2 separate regions of the Pan troglodytes genome follow, and region 2 is linked to region 1. The links are chromatin contacts, called in public Hi-C maps. All regions are on one chromosome and are shown on one strand. Each heading gives the region's core, a stretch centred on a gene start, on an enhancer-like site or on the middle of the called end of the contact. The rest is flanking DNA. Distances are from core to core; before and after follow the strand shown. Region 1 holds the start of CREB5 (cAMP responsive element binding protein 5). Region 2 has its middle 110 kb from the start of TRIL.

What was found. A called contact is a pair of places that touch in the nucleus more often than the background predicts.
Region 2: a contact with region 1 is called in a Hi-C map of stem cell-derived neural progenitor cells, with 4 times the contacts expected there. The contact joins the enhancer-like site here to the promoter of CREB5 in region 1. A contact is called at or near these places in 3 of 7 Hi-C or Micro-C datasets (induced pluripotent stem cells and stem cell-derived neural progenitor cells), 1 of 1 datasets of contacts at active chromatin or transcription factors (stem cell-derived excitatory neurons) and 1 of 1 other capture datasets (stem cell-derived neural stem cells).

What each region holds. Positions count from the first base shown.
Region 1 is chr6:34,206,992-34,214,469 of NHGRI_mPanTro3-v2.0_pri, forward strand. It overlaps CREB5 (cAMP responsive element binding protein 5), which reads left to right and starts at 2,467. Exons shown (of 11, transcript XM_009452831.5): 1 at 2,467-2,578.
Region 2 is chr6:34,647,271-34,654,406 of NHGRI_mPanTro3-v2.0_pri, forward strand. No RefSeq gene overlaps it. Among named protein-coding and RNA genes, the nearest start is that of TRIL, 110 kb to the right of the region's middle. Within about 2 kb of position 5,126, at least 11 of the 24 cell types and tissues checked have an H3K27ac peak or open chromatin away from gene starts, as enhancers often do. A contact at or near this core is called in induced pluripotent stem cells, stem cell-derived neural progenitor cells and stem cell-derived neural stem cells, where this site is marked.

The DNA.
Region 1 (7,478 bases), core at 1,217-3,716:
GCCAGTGCATTTGACAGATGAGAGGCTGCTTGGTCCAGATGACACATGCAGAAGGCAATGTGGGGCTGGGGAATTATGGGGTAAAGGTTCCCTTTTCATTTATTTAGTTAAGTTTGTAAAAAAAAAAAAAATCACCAAATGCCCACCTATCACAGCATTAGCCAAAATACCTTTATCAATAAAAAGAGAGTGAGTGCTTCCATAGTACTTGCCCTGTGCCAAACACAATTCTTTTTTTTCTTTTTTCCTTTTTTTTTTTTTTTTTTTTTGAGACGGAGTTTTGCTCTTGTCACCCAGGTTGGAGTGCAATGGTGTGATCTCAGCTCACTGCAACCTCCGCCTCCCAGATTCAAGCGATTCTCCTGCCTTAGCCTCTCGAGTAGCTGACATTACAGGCACCCACCACCACACCCAGCTAATTTTTGTATTTTCAGTAGAGACGGGGGTTTCACCATGTTGGTCAGGCTGGTCTTGAACTCCTAACCTCAGGTGATCCACCTGCCTCGGCCTCCCAAAGTGCTGGGATTACAGGTATGAACCACCGTGCCCGGCCCCAAGCACAATTCTGTAGTTATCATCACCATCCTCATTCATAGTTGAGGAAACTGAGAACCAGGCGTCAAGTAGCAGAGCTAAAATTTGAATTCAGGCAGGCTGACACTAGAGTCTACACTCATAAATACCTCTTCTTTTCTTCAGTTTACATTTAGAAATGATTTGTGTGTGTGTGTGAGATCTGGAATATGTAAAAATCTCAGTCTGTAATATGACAGCTAGAAACCTTTTGCATGAAATTGCAATGATTTTATTTCTACAATAAGTAGAAAACTCAGTGATGAACTCTGAATAAGGCTGTGAGGATCAAACAGTCATCAGCTGCTGTGGTTTCAAGGAACACTAAAGGGCAAAGGGCCATTTAAACACTTAAAAACAGAAACAACATGCTAAGCTCTTCCATTTAGTATGTCAAAACCAGCTCAGAAGTATGTGACAATCCAGGCAATGTATTACAGTTCCTAGCCAGTCCAGTCATGATTCTCTGGCAAACTGCACCGTCATGGTTGTGATGCATTGGGATGAGAGGTACTACATAAATGTCAGATGTTACATAAATGTCAGAAATGATTATTGTTTATTAACGAGGGCTAAACTGTTTCTAAGCAAAGCTCCATCTCCCAGCCAATGTGTTCTTAGCAGAGGTTCCAACCACCAATAACCCACAAGAAGGGAATGCTTACCCCTGGCTCTATGAAGGAGCCCACTTGGGATCTGGGCTTGAAAACGGATTGAGGTGGGCCCAGTGCCACCTCTTGCTCATCAAGTGATCTCAGGCCAGCCCCCAACCTTCTGGTGTCTGCCTTAGCTCACCTGTAGAATGGGGATAATTATAATACCTGTCCTACTTATGGTACCCGGGTTGGTGTGAGAAACAAGGGAATTCACGTGGTCGCAAGCGCTTTGTAAGGTGTGAGGGGCTGCGAGGTTGGCATTGGTCGTCTAGAATCGGGCTGGATTTAGCCTATGCTTTCTCTTTGAATCCTACTCAAAGGGAGAACTTCTGAAAGGAAATTCAGCAGGGGGATGGTGACAGTGATGGTGACGGCCGGATACTGGAGACGCCAGGCTCCTCTCGCTGCAGACCAGGCGCCCGGATCCTGCAGTCTGGCCCTGGCTCTGCCGCCTCCCAGCCCGTGAGCTTGGGCCAGTTACCGAAGAGGCTCTGGAAGTGACAGCCAAGGGCCCTTTCGGCTCTGACGCCGTGTCTAAATCAGGCTCATCACTTGGCTTTAGCTGTGATTCACCTTTCGCCTTAGGAGCAACTCTCCCTACAGCTTCTCAGACGCATGAAGCAGGGGTCCCGCGAAGGGTGGGGCTGTGTATTTCATGAGAGTGTGCACCATAAGGAAGTTATTCTCCTGGAGGAGGTGAGATGGGGGGGCGGTGAAGAAGGGGTGACAAGTGAGTGCTCTGAGAAGCCAGGATGCAGGGAACACTGAAATGAGGTCATGACTGTCGCAAGCAAAAAGGAGCTGGACATCCTCGGGTGGGGGAGGGAGGAGCGTCCTGCATTTCTGTTTGCAAAGTCTCTTCCCACATCCTTCAGCATCCTCCTCCCCACCTCTCCCCTACCCCCATCCCTACACCTTTCAAACCCCATCAGGCCCTCCCCGCAGAAGAGCCCACGCCCGCGCCTCCTCCGTGGTCTTGTCTGAAACCATAAGGATTGTTTCCAAGCTGACTCACACCACTAATGTCAGGGAGCCGTGTCACACGGCGCTGGGCTCTGCAAGCTGTTGCTTGCGCAGTCGCCCCCGCCGCTGCCGCTCCCGGGCGAGTGCACCAGGGTCCGCGCGGGCGGGGCGGGGTCGGGGCGGGGCCTGCCCCCTCGACGCGCCGGCCCCGCCCCTCGCTTCGTCCCTCCCCAGCGGACCGCAATGATTTAGAAGTTCAGGAATCCCACGTGACGTCACCGGGGGGGTGATGTAATGCACTCTAAATAGAATGTATTGTAATCTTTGCTCAGTCCAACGTGGTCCCTTCACCCGGGCTCCGCTGTTGCCTTCTCCACACTTGTTTGGTAAGTTCCTAAAAATACGGCTCGGCCACTTCTGGGGCTTTTGCATTTAGCCACTTTTGTTGCACTTGCCGCGGGAGCCATCTCGGGAGTGTACTTGTTTGCAGGGGTTGGTTCTCGGAAGCAGCCGCGAGGTTACTTGGTCCAGTGGGCAGGTCACAGGGCAAGGAGTAGGGAAGATGCGATGCATTTTTTTCTGGAGGGTGATCTGTGTTTGTAAACATTTTGGCGGACCAGAGGGAAGTCCGGCCCCGAGTGCTGGTAGACTGTGGAATTCGGCTGTGTCCTGAGGCCACCCTAGAGACCCCGCGCCGCGTGAGTGCCGGAGCGCTCGGTGGCCGCCGCGCCGCGCGCCTGAAGGGATGCTAACGTGGAGCCGGCGCCGAGTCCGCCCGGCGGGCGTGCGTGCGTGTGTGGGAGCGCGCGAGTCCCCTGACGCGGGGACCAGTTATGAATCGGGGGTGTGTGTTTGCCTCCAGAGACCTGGCAAGGTGCGGAGCCCTCCAGAAGTGCGGTCAAGCGGCAGCGGAGACGGCGAGCCAGGAACCTCCCCCCGCGTCCCCAGCTTCCCAGCGTGGCGGCGGAACCCCCGGAGAAAGTTTGCAAACTTCCAGCGGGCGCGGCGAGGACGCCGGGTCACCTAGGGGGCGGGTGGGCGCGCGCGCAGGGGGCTTGCTCTCCCCGGTGCGGAGCTGCAGCTGCCACCTCTCCCGCCGGCCTGCCGGCTGCAGCGGGTGGGCGCGCGCCCGGGGAGGGGAGGTCGCCCTCGGAGGGCGCTTGGCTTTCGCTCCAGGCGCTCCGGGCTGGAGAGCGGCGAGGCTCCGTCCGCTCCAGTCCACTCCTCCGGCCGCCTCCTGCCTCCGCTGCTTTCTTGCTGGCATCGTTACCTCTTCCCGGCCGCTGCCCCAAATGACAGCTCCGGCTCGAGCCTTGGCGGCGCCCAGGCAATTCCCAAGACCTGGCGGCGGAGTCTCCCCCTGCGGCAGATTCTCGGCAGAATCACTTGAACTTTTCACGAAGTTCTTAGAGGGGCAAGATGCGAAGGAAGGAACCAAGGAGATGTTTTCTCTCAGCAGCTGCATCCCGCTTCTTCTTTGCCATAGATTTATTTTTAAGGGGCGTCTGGTAGATAAAGCCCTAGACCTTGTCCACACTCTCACCCCCATCCCCAACTTTCCCTGGACCGGTGCCGCCCCCACTTGATGCTTGCTCAAGGCCGGGGACTGGAGCGGGCTACTTGTATATTTCGTTGTCAGTCTGCAGAATGTGTTTGATTTTTATTTTTCCCTCCTTCTCTGACATGTGTCAAGGAATAAAGACTGGATACAGGTCCATTACGTCATTCTGCAGGCCAGTAAGTGTTTGATTAACGGCTTGAGCTCCTCAAGGGTTCAGGAGCTTAGAATGCTGACAAAGCAACTCTGCTTTGCATCCCCCTACCCTCCCCACAACACACTCGTGCAATCGCCGGCTCCCTGGGCATCTTTATTGCCCTCTCTTCCCAGCCCCTCCCTCTCCACCACTCCCCCGTCTACACCGTTATCACTCTAGCCCCGCCCCCGCCTTTTTACAGCTTTCCCTGGGGCGAGCACGGTCCCTGGAGTGTGGGTAAAAGCTTCTGGGGTCTGAGGGGACCACTGTACCTGATCAGCGCGCAATCTGCCCTTTTGTATTATTTAAGAAAGGCACCAGCAAGCCTTCTCTTCTAGGGCGAAAATGCTTAGTCCTGATAGAAAAGGCAAATCAGGAAATGTTTGCAAGCGTTATGATAATACTCTGTCCTCGTGGTGGTGACTTAGGAAAACGATACACCCACTGCAAACAAAGTATTTCACTTTACGTAGTGCCTGCCCTTTAGCAGAAGAGGGATGCTGACAAAATCAGGTTTAGCTGAAAGGATCAAGACTAAACGTTTCATTTCCAAAGTGAGGGAATGTGAGTCGTTGAACCTAAACTTCCATACAATAAATTGCTGCGTGCGTTAGTTTCTAGCTCTTAACCTTAAGTTTCTATGTTGAAAGAGGAAGTCGAATACGTAAGTCATTGAATTGAGTCAGAACCTCCGTATCTGGCAGTTGAAATAAAGACCCTGTGTATGACTTGTTGCAAGGGATCAAAGTAAAAAGAACCCTCGGTGTGGGGGATGGGGGGTGGGTGAGGGAGGTGTGCAGCAGAAATTAAATAAAAAAAAGTATTAACAGAGTTTTGGATAGAGGGAGAGAGGAGATTGGAGTGGTCCCTGATTTGGAGTTGGTAAAAACTAAATAAAGAAAAGTTTACATTGCAAATATGTGGGAATTTCTTGAAGAACACATGTTTTCTTATAATTAGATCTACTTTCTTCAAAGCGAAAGACATGCTGTAGGGTAGGCATTTGTGAAACTCCTGTCTGGGGTCTAATTGACATCCTTCCCCAAGTTTGTGGCAGGATTTAGTATTTATTCACATCTAGAGATGAAATAGTGTAACCTCCACACAATATACGTGCATCGAAAATGTTGAACTTCTTGTTTGTGATGCATAGACTTAAAGGAAAAAAAATGGCCCAGTCATGGGCACTGGAAAGTGTGATTAATGATCAGTGATTTAGTGATCAGTGATTAGTGGTTTTATTCAAACTGTTACCTCTGACCAGAAGCACACATCAGAGGATTAACAGGCTCTTTAGATAAATGCTCATTAGTGGAAGGGGAAAAGCAAAGATAATAGGCATGCACCCAGGGACAACTTTCGAAGAAAATCATTCCCGTCTTCAGAATAATAAGCTCTATTAACAGAAAGCCCTTTTAATTTAAAACTTGCTTTTATCTTGTAAATCAAAGTTAGATGTAAAAGTTTGTAGTGCCATTATAACCTAAATTTTCCCATATCCACTAGATGTGGATTATCTCAGTAGCGATATTTTTTTTATTTAAACAAACAATTGGACCTTTAGAGCAGCTGAACCCTGACAAGTTCTTAACTCCCAGGGTTTGAAAGTGTCCCCCCTTCTAGCATGGAGATTGCAGCTTGCTAACTAGATGGCGCACTGTTATTTGGTGTTCTCTGCTGCGTAGCGCAGGAGTATAAACTGAGCATGTAGCTGCTTGCGAGGTGTTCTTCAACATTTACAACAAAGTTGATTCTGTGTAGGGTTGGAGGCTAGACAGTTCCACAAATTTTTAGTCACATTTTCCATGTCAGTTAAATCTAGGGAGTTCAAGACTACTGGAAAAATTAGTCTCATTACTAAAAGAAACTTAGAGAACGAGGGAGGTACCAGAGTCTAGGAGGTACCTCTGGGTTGCAGAAGTAATTGTAAAATACCAGACCTGTTCTTTTTACTAAAAGCTAGTTTCACTGTCTTCTGGTCTTAAATACTGAGGCAAATACTCAAGACTTATTTTCTTCCTAATCTTGCTGGTGAAACAGAAGTTACTAGAAAGAAAGGAAGAAAAAACTTGATTTGGTGACTGCAGGAAGCAACACGTTGCTGCTTTTATTCTACAGATAATGGTAAGGATGATGTTTATTATGCAATTAAACAGAGAGAAAACTTTGCACTTAGTTAAATAGAACCAATGTTGTATTTTCATAGATGGAATTCAGAAATGGAGTTTAGATTTTGCACAAAATTTTAATGTTGCTTTTGTCAGTTTCCTGGGACTTATAGCATTTTATGTGGAAGGATGTGTGTGTGTGTGTGTGTGTGTGTGTGTGTGTGTGTGTGTGTGTGTGAATAAGACTATTATTTCCCGGGTAAAATATGTTCAGGAGCATATGAACTACAGTGGGGAAGCTATGGAGCATGTTAAGTAATGTGTCAAGCATGAATTCCCCTTTCCGTGAGGTTTCATGAATCACTTCAATAAGTATTTAAGTTTTAATAAGAAAGTTCCTGAAAAAGAAACCTAAAAATAAAAATAAAAAAAAACAGTTTTCCGCATTCAAACCTAGATGTGTATGTCCCTGAAGGACGATTCTATGGGTTGAATATCAACTATTACTTTAGTTTTAAAACTTAAAAGAAGAAGAATAATAAAACTCACTTGTGTCTCCCCAGAAATGTTTCTCATTTTCCTTTGCTTATAGCATTTTATATGGATCTCTTATTTTTAAATCCTTACTGATTACAGTGGTTTTTATTTTTCAACTTCACTCATAGTAAACATATTCAAAATATCTCCAAGCCCACTATTTTTAATGTAAATTGCTGGTGCCCATAAATTGCCTGTCAATTAGCGGTCAGTCGTGACCTTATATAGTTTATACCTGAGAAGATAGTTTATTAGAACATTCCAACAAAAAATTGGAAACCATGCCCTTATTTATAGATCTCTGTTATGTCACAGCTTTTATTTGAATAGGTGGCTAAATGAATGGTAGTTTGTCAGAGAGACTTTTCCTGCATAGATTTTCAATTCTAGTAAGTTGAAGATTTTTGTTACAACGATTTGTCAGTTTCCCACACCTGCACATTCAAAACCAATCAATCATGGAGTTTCCATGATGGCAAGTTCCGAGACTCCCAATTTCTTACTATAATCTACTTTTTAGCAATGAGGTATCACAATCCTATAATATTTTCTTGTCATTGGAGTTTATTCTTACTAAGCTAAAAATTATTTTATGGGTGTGTAATGTTCACTAGATCAGTAAGATGTGAACTTTGTATTTGTAGTTCGTTTTCTTCTGGTTATGTTGTTGGATTAAGATTGGGATTTGAGTGGACTTATTATTTTTGTCATCTTTTCTTTCTTCTCCTTCTCCTTCTTCTAAGCAATGCAGTTAGTCACAAAATTAATGTGATCCTGGCTGGTGTTTCCCATCTATATGCTTCTTTTGCTTCTTACAAATTGGATTTCTACAGCAATTTAAGGTCTTTTTTTTTTAGAGGCAGCTTTCTTGGATGAAGATGGAACAG
Region 2 (7,136 bases), core at 3,876-6,375, 440 kb after region 1:
TACAGGCGTGAGCCACCGCGCCCGGCCTAACCATCATTTTTTCAAGTTCCGTATTTCTTTCACCTATCGTTTCCAAACGAAGAATTGAAGTATTTTACAAATAGGTTTTTTCTTAGACTGTCATTGCTGCCTGCATTACAAGGTAATTGATTTTAGAAGTCGATTTTTTCATAGCAATATGTGGCTTTCTAGAGATCTTCGCTTTAGTCAAGGCTTTCCGATTGTTTGGCGCCTTTTTGTGGAGTGATTTGCTGTCTCTACTGGCAGAATGTCTTATTCCCAAACTTATAAGTCATGCAGGCAGAATCCATGTATTCCATAATTTCTTTTCCTGCCACTCCAAACATTGGCTAAAGAAACCAAATTTACTTTAAAACTATACTGCTCAGGGAGAAGATGTGAAACACTCTAGTGCAGCAGAATAATGACATAATGAAAAATGGGTTCTTGAGTGCGTGCATGGAGTTTTTAAAACTGGTCTTTGCTGGAGAGAGAGAAAGCACCCTTCACCACTGTTTGTAAATTATGATGGCATACCCAAATAAAAACAAACAAAACCAAACAACCCCCCCGAAACAGTACAAATGGATAATTATAGAAAGTTGATTAAATTAATTTTGACATGTATACATTTTCTTTTCACCACAATCAAATCAAATGTTCTCAAGTCTTTTAAAATGGTCATGAAGATTCTGTATTTATTCATATCAAAATATGCTCCTGACACATTGTTAAGTGAAAAAGTAGTTTAGACTGTATAATATAAATGCATATTTTGGGTTGTAAAAGGCGTGCATATATCCATAGAAAAATGTCCAGACAAAAATATATGTCAAAATGCTAACATGTAAGCACTCCCCATTCCTGAGTGTTGGGTTGTTTGTTTTATTCTTTATCATTTTCTTTATGGTATGACTTTCATTTTAATTCAGAATATCCATTACTTTGTATTAAAAGAACAATATTTTCAATTAAAATATTTTTAATGTGGATTTTTTACACATTTCTAAATGTGTTAGCTTCTTCTTTCATTCAAAACAGAAGGTTCTGGGATAGCTAGAAAGATCTCTGTCCTCACAGACACTTTTACAGGGGAGGAGTGTATAGAAAAATTGATATAGGTGATAAAGATATGTTCAAGATATAGAGTGGCAATAAAGAGTGAATGATCATATATCCAGGATGTTTTAAAACTCTCAACCTAAACAGTTTTTTGGAAATGCTAGAGAAACATTTTATTAATTAAAACCACACAAATTCAGAATTTGTAAAAAGTCTCTTGGGACTGAGTGGAGATTATGTTTTGAATGTTAGTAAATAAGAAACATTTATTAAACAACAAGTACACTGGATTCCATAGTGACTTGTTTAATTTTTCTAAGACATCTGACTGTGCCTTCTAGGGAACAAGCTGGATCCTTCTTATTCCTTGTGTAAATCCACTCTGGGCAGAGTCAGGTACCTCACGGGTGCATAATAAAAGAAGTTTTAAAATTATTATTATTGAATGACATAATATACACGGCTTATATGCAAATGAGGCTACTTACAAATGGAAGTTATCAATAGTCAGTCAAACCCACTTGGAAGTAACACTGTGAAAAGGGCTCTTCTCATACCTAAAAGTAATTCAACTTCACTCTATAATATTCAGGCTTTCAATTATTCCTTCCCCTTTTAGTCTACAAGATTAACATGTTGTATAATTTTAGATTTAATTAATAAAATTATTTAAACTGGTAGTAGAATGTTAGATGAGTAGTAATCAAATATATTTCATCTGACAAATCAGATGCTTTTACATATTTTGCTTTTTTGACTGCTTACTAGTTTATTTTAGTACATTAGCATTTTTCTTTTCACCACGATCAAATCAAATAATTCTAACATGAAATGTCATTTTTCTGCAATGTACTGTTATGGTATAACATTCTTTTCATACATAGCATTGTAAGTAGTATTGTTTGCCACTGTCATTGAATTCCATCCATTATATTGAGGTATTGCTTTTGCAAAGACAGAACATTGGGATGTAACACAAAATGAGATGTTCTTCACATTTTCATTGTCAGCCAACAGTGGTGATATTGAAAGAGAAAGAACAATTGTGTGTACACAAATTTCTCTCTGAACTTTTTCAGTTTTCAATCTATAAGTGGGTATCATACACAAAAGTCGGTCATACATTACATCCCTGACGTTGTTCACACACAACGTCTGAACAATGACAGAACAAAATAGTCACCTACAACTGTCACTAATTTTGAAAAAGAAGGGGGGATTTACTTCTCTATAAAATATTCTTTACATTCATTGTGAATAATAGAAAAGGAAAACATGCAATATTCCAAAGCAGAGGCTTTCTGCATCCCCAATTCCTCTCCCTTTCTTCTACTGCCCTGCCCACTTGTGTAGCCTTCACACACACACACACACACACACACACACACACACACACACTTCATGTGCATGAAGATATTCACAGCACTTAGCTCCCTCTAAAAATGGGCTGGAATTCTATAGTTGAAAAATCTAGATTCAGACCTCTGACTCCAGTACATGGGGCTTTTCCATGCAATAGGTGAAGTCAGACGTTTGTCATTTGAGACACAGAACCCTGACTTGTTACTTCATGACACAGCCGGTGGTTTAACTACTCCCATCTTGATTCCAGATTTAAACACACAGTTGAAAAGAAATGTAGCCCTTCCTGAATTGGAGAATCATAAATGGGAAAAGGGGAACCAAAGTTCCCTTTAAAACCTGCATCTTTGCTTTTGTTGTTAACTAATAAAGTCTGTAGTCGATAGCTAAGCACTGAATGAAAATTAATTGTTAAATTCTGAGAATTGAACCTTCTTGTATTTTAATTTTGTTCAAACGTATTTTTTTCTTTTTCTTTTTTTTGTAAAAAAAAGAAAAAGCACAAACTTTCTTCTGCCTGCAACATTTCAGTAGGGTAAAACATCCTTTCTTTGTATTTGAATTCACTTTTTTGATGCAAGAAGAAAGGGAAAGATCTTGATGCAGGAAAATGGCATTGGCTCACAGATGCTATCTGCCATGCTTTTGTGCAGCTTACTTTATAACATACATGGGGCAGGATTTCTAGACTCTACCTTTCCTCACCTAATAATTCACCCTTTCAGTCCCTGTGCACATATTTATCAAGGTTGGGAACTTTTTTTCCGATTATTTAAAAGTCGTCATTGCAGTTACTTCCTCTGAAACAGACCACCTCTTTCATTAGGAATATTTATGGGAAATAATATATTTGTACAGTTGAAAGCATCACCTGTTTTGCTAAGTCAGTTCTTGTCTGAACTCAAATATGCTGTTAGAGGGTTTACTCAACAACACTCACTAATGGAAAGCACTAATCAAAACTTTTCTACAGCAGTAAATTTTTATATTCTTTAACCACTGGATTCCAATTAAATGTATTCAATATAGCAAGCTTTGATTAAACAAATTTTTAAAAAGAGATTATGTATACAGCCCTGTGGAAAACAAGGCAGGTTAGGTATGCAGGCACTTGTATATTCTTAATAGAAGTCTTTACCTGAAGGTAAAACCCAATAAAGTGTTAGACCCTATAATGTGCTAGAGACCCTATGTTGATTTACCTGTGTTACATCGTCAGCAGAAATCAACTTTACCAGGTACACACCAAGCTTATATATTTAATGCATATAAAAATGCATATAAAAGATCCTTTTTTCTTTATATAAAGAATTACTGAATTTCATTAGGCCACGTTTTTCTCTAAAAAAGTTCTTTGTTAACCATGGGATAACTGATTGCAAATAAAGGAAGTTACGGCACTGTGCCGATGTTTATAAAGGGAGGGAAAATCCTTAATGTGAGCTTACAATTTCGATGAAAAAGAAAAACCATCATAAATACAAGAGTTGGCCTTACTCTAACATACATTAGCAAGATCTTTCAAAGGATCTCCCTGCTTTCACTGACATATAAATATTTTCCTAAATGACTCAAAAAAAAGACGTTAGGATACTTAATTGAAGTCTATAAGGAGAGGTCTGGGAATAGGTGGATGAAAATCATTTGGTTTTTGTTTTGAAAAAACAAAAAAAATCCATTTTTCCTCATCTGAGGATATTTAGACACAACATCTCTATACATTTTCCATAAAAATGTCACAGACCTTTCATATGTCAGATTCCCCTCCCCCACTATATTTAAGTTTCAGGATTAGTTGCAGCCTTAGAAAAATATTTAATTCTCTTTGCTCTGTGACTTGGCTTAATGAATCTAGGTTGAGTTTCTTTAGGAAATATAAGAAGCTTCTTGACAACTGAGAAGCCTCCCAGACACTCATTTCTGTCAGAGTTTTCCAAAACTACACAAATAAGCTGTGGCCAGGGAGGTGCCTACATCAGACAAGAAAAGAAGAACACGGGCTTCCTTCCCTGACCTCTGCTATGTTTGAGTGAGAAATGTGTTTATTGCTCAGTCTCACTGAGTGTTTAACTGTTCCAATTGCGCAAATTATGAGTACTTTGAGTGAAAATTATGAGCGCAGAAGCCTTTCTTTATCATTTCCAACTGTCTGATCTGTTTTGTCCTTGTTCGCCACCACCTTTGAGAATTGCAAAAAAAAAAAAAACTATGCCAGTTATTTTTGTAATACTACCATTGCATTAAAACCTTTAACCATAAAGTCCTCTAGTGATTTTTCTTTCCCTCAAAATTTGTATTGCTTTTAAAAAGGATTGCATTAAGATTCCGAACGTTTAACGGAGAGAAGAGTGACATTAGTATACATCCTTTTTAAGCTCCTGATTGAAACAAAACAAAAACTACGCAAAAGACCTGCTTCTTTGCCTTGGGCCCTGACTGTTTAGGGGGCAGGGGCTTCTGCGAGGGGCGGTTAAGTGGCAGGGAAGCGCAGATCCCGCTGCACTCCGCAGCAGCCCGGGTGTGGAGCGCGCAGAGGGGGCACCTCGCCTGAGTCTCGGGCACGCTGCGCACCCACGGGAGGATTTCAGGGAGGCGGTGGCCAAGTCGGGGAGCGCATGCCGGGGCCGTACTCCCTCCTGGGACAGCGAGCCTTCCGAAAGTCCGAGCCCCAAGAAAAGTTGACCCTGGGTCTGAGAGTAAGAGGGAGGAGCCGAGAGCATGGACTAGAGAGGCACGGAGCCTCCCGGGCCCTGAGGCTGCCGCCTCCCTCCGCAGCAGCCACCTCCTCCCGCCCTTTACAAAGACAAGCTCCTTGCTCCCAGGAGTCGGCCTGCCCATCCCTGAAATGTGCACGTGAAGGAGGTAGCCTGGGTAGCCAGGGAAGGTGCGGTGCCCGTGCCGGGGCCGCGGGGCGTGCGGGAGTCCTGGGCGTCGCCGCACCTGCCGGTCTCCTCTGGGAGTCCTGGGCCGAATCCTCAGTTCGGGCGCCCTCTGGCGCCGCCGTGGGGAAATCATCCGGCGCCAGGCGCCATGCCGCACAACACTGTGGAGCAGCCCTGCCGGCGGGGTGGGTGCCTCCTATCTAAAGCACTGGACCAGGGGCTCTGCCAGCAAACATGGTTCTTCCATCAGCGTGTCGGGGTTGCAGAACCTCAGGGCATGGTTTCTCTCGGCAAGGTGTTAGACGCCAATTATCTTCCCCCGACAGACTTTTGTGAGACTTCAAAGGGAAGAGAAAGGAGGGTCCCAAGACTTCCAACTCCCTCTTCCTCCCTCCCTACACACGCGCGCACGCGTAAACACACCCACACGCACACAAACACACACACCCTATTCTTTACCTGTCCACAGGATCTCTAACATTATTCTTAACCCCATGTGATGGCTTTTTTGATATGTCGACTTGACTAAGCTAAAGTTCCCATTGATTCACCAGACACTAATCTAGCTGTTACTGTGAAAGGGTTTGATGATGTCATTCAAGTCACTAATCAGTTCACTTTAAGTAAGGGAGGTTATACTGGATAACTTGGGTGGGCCTGGCCTAATCAGTTGGAAGCCCTCAAAGCACAGCCAAGACTCCCCAGAGAGAGACAGAGACAGAGAGGAGGTCACATCCATGAACAACAGCGCAGTCATGCCCAGAGCTCCACTCTGCTTTTTAGCTTCCCCTCCTGACTCCCTGTCCTGTGGACTTTGGATGTGCTTAGGCAGCTCCCACAACAGCATAAGCCAATTTTTTTTTTTTTTTTTTTTTTTTTTTTTTTTTTTTTTTTTTTTTTTGAGACGGAGTCTTGCTCTGTCACCCAGGCTGGAGTGCAATGGCACGATCTTGGCTCACTGCAAGCTCCGCCTCCCGGGTTCACGCCATTCTCCTGCCTCAGCCTCCCGAGTAGCTGGGACTACAGGCGCCTGCCATCACGCCCGGCTATTTTTTTTGTATTTTTAGTAGAGACGGGGTTTCACCGTGTTAGCCAGGATGGTCTCGATCTCCTGACCTCATGATCCACCCCCCTCGGCCTCCCAAAGTGCTGGCATTACAGGCGTGAGCCACCGCGCCCGGCCAGCATAAGCCAATTCCTAGTAAGACATCTCTGAATGGATATATTGGTTCTGGGTCTGAGGTTGAACACTAGCTGGTACAACCCACACAATCCAAATCAGAAAAAGTATGAAGGAAATTCAGAGTGCCAGAAGATGCCACCTCATCCCTCCTATCTGTCAGTCAGTATTCTCTGAATGTCTAGCAGTGGCAGGCACAAGACACTGTACTCTGGAGATACCTCCAAGGACAGAGCACACTGGGTTTCTTCTTCGATTTGGGCTTCAGTGCCTGCTGCTAAGTTAGATGGGTGAATAAGAGAGGCAGTGGCTATAAAGGTTAGTGAAGCTCTCTCTCTTTCTCTCTCCCTCTGACACACACACACGCCCCTCCATGTGACAACTTTGGAGTTTTTAAACCTAGACCAGAAACCAGCTTTAATTAATGGTTTGTTGTGGGTACTTGTGGCATGCTTGGAGCTACACAAAAATACAGTAGGAGGAGGACTCCGGTGAGGAGAAGCAGACAGCAGTCTTTGCCTTGCGGGCCCTCTATCTATCACCACTAAAGGTAAAATGCTGTTTATCCATTGCCAAACCTTCTGAGTCATCCACCCCCACAGTGCATTTTCTTTGCACTTACTGTTTCTATGCATGGCAAAGGGGTGACA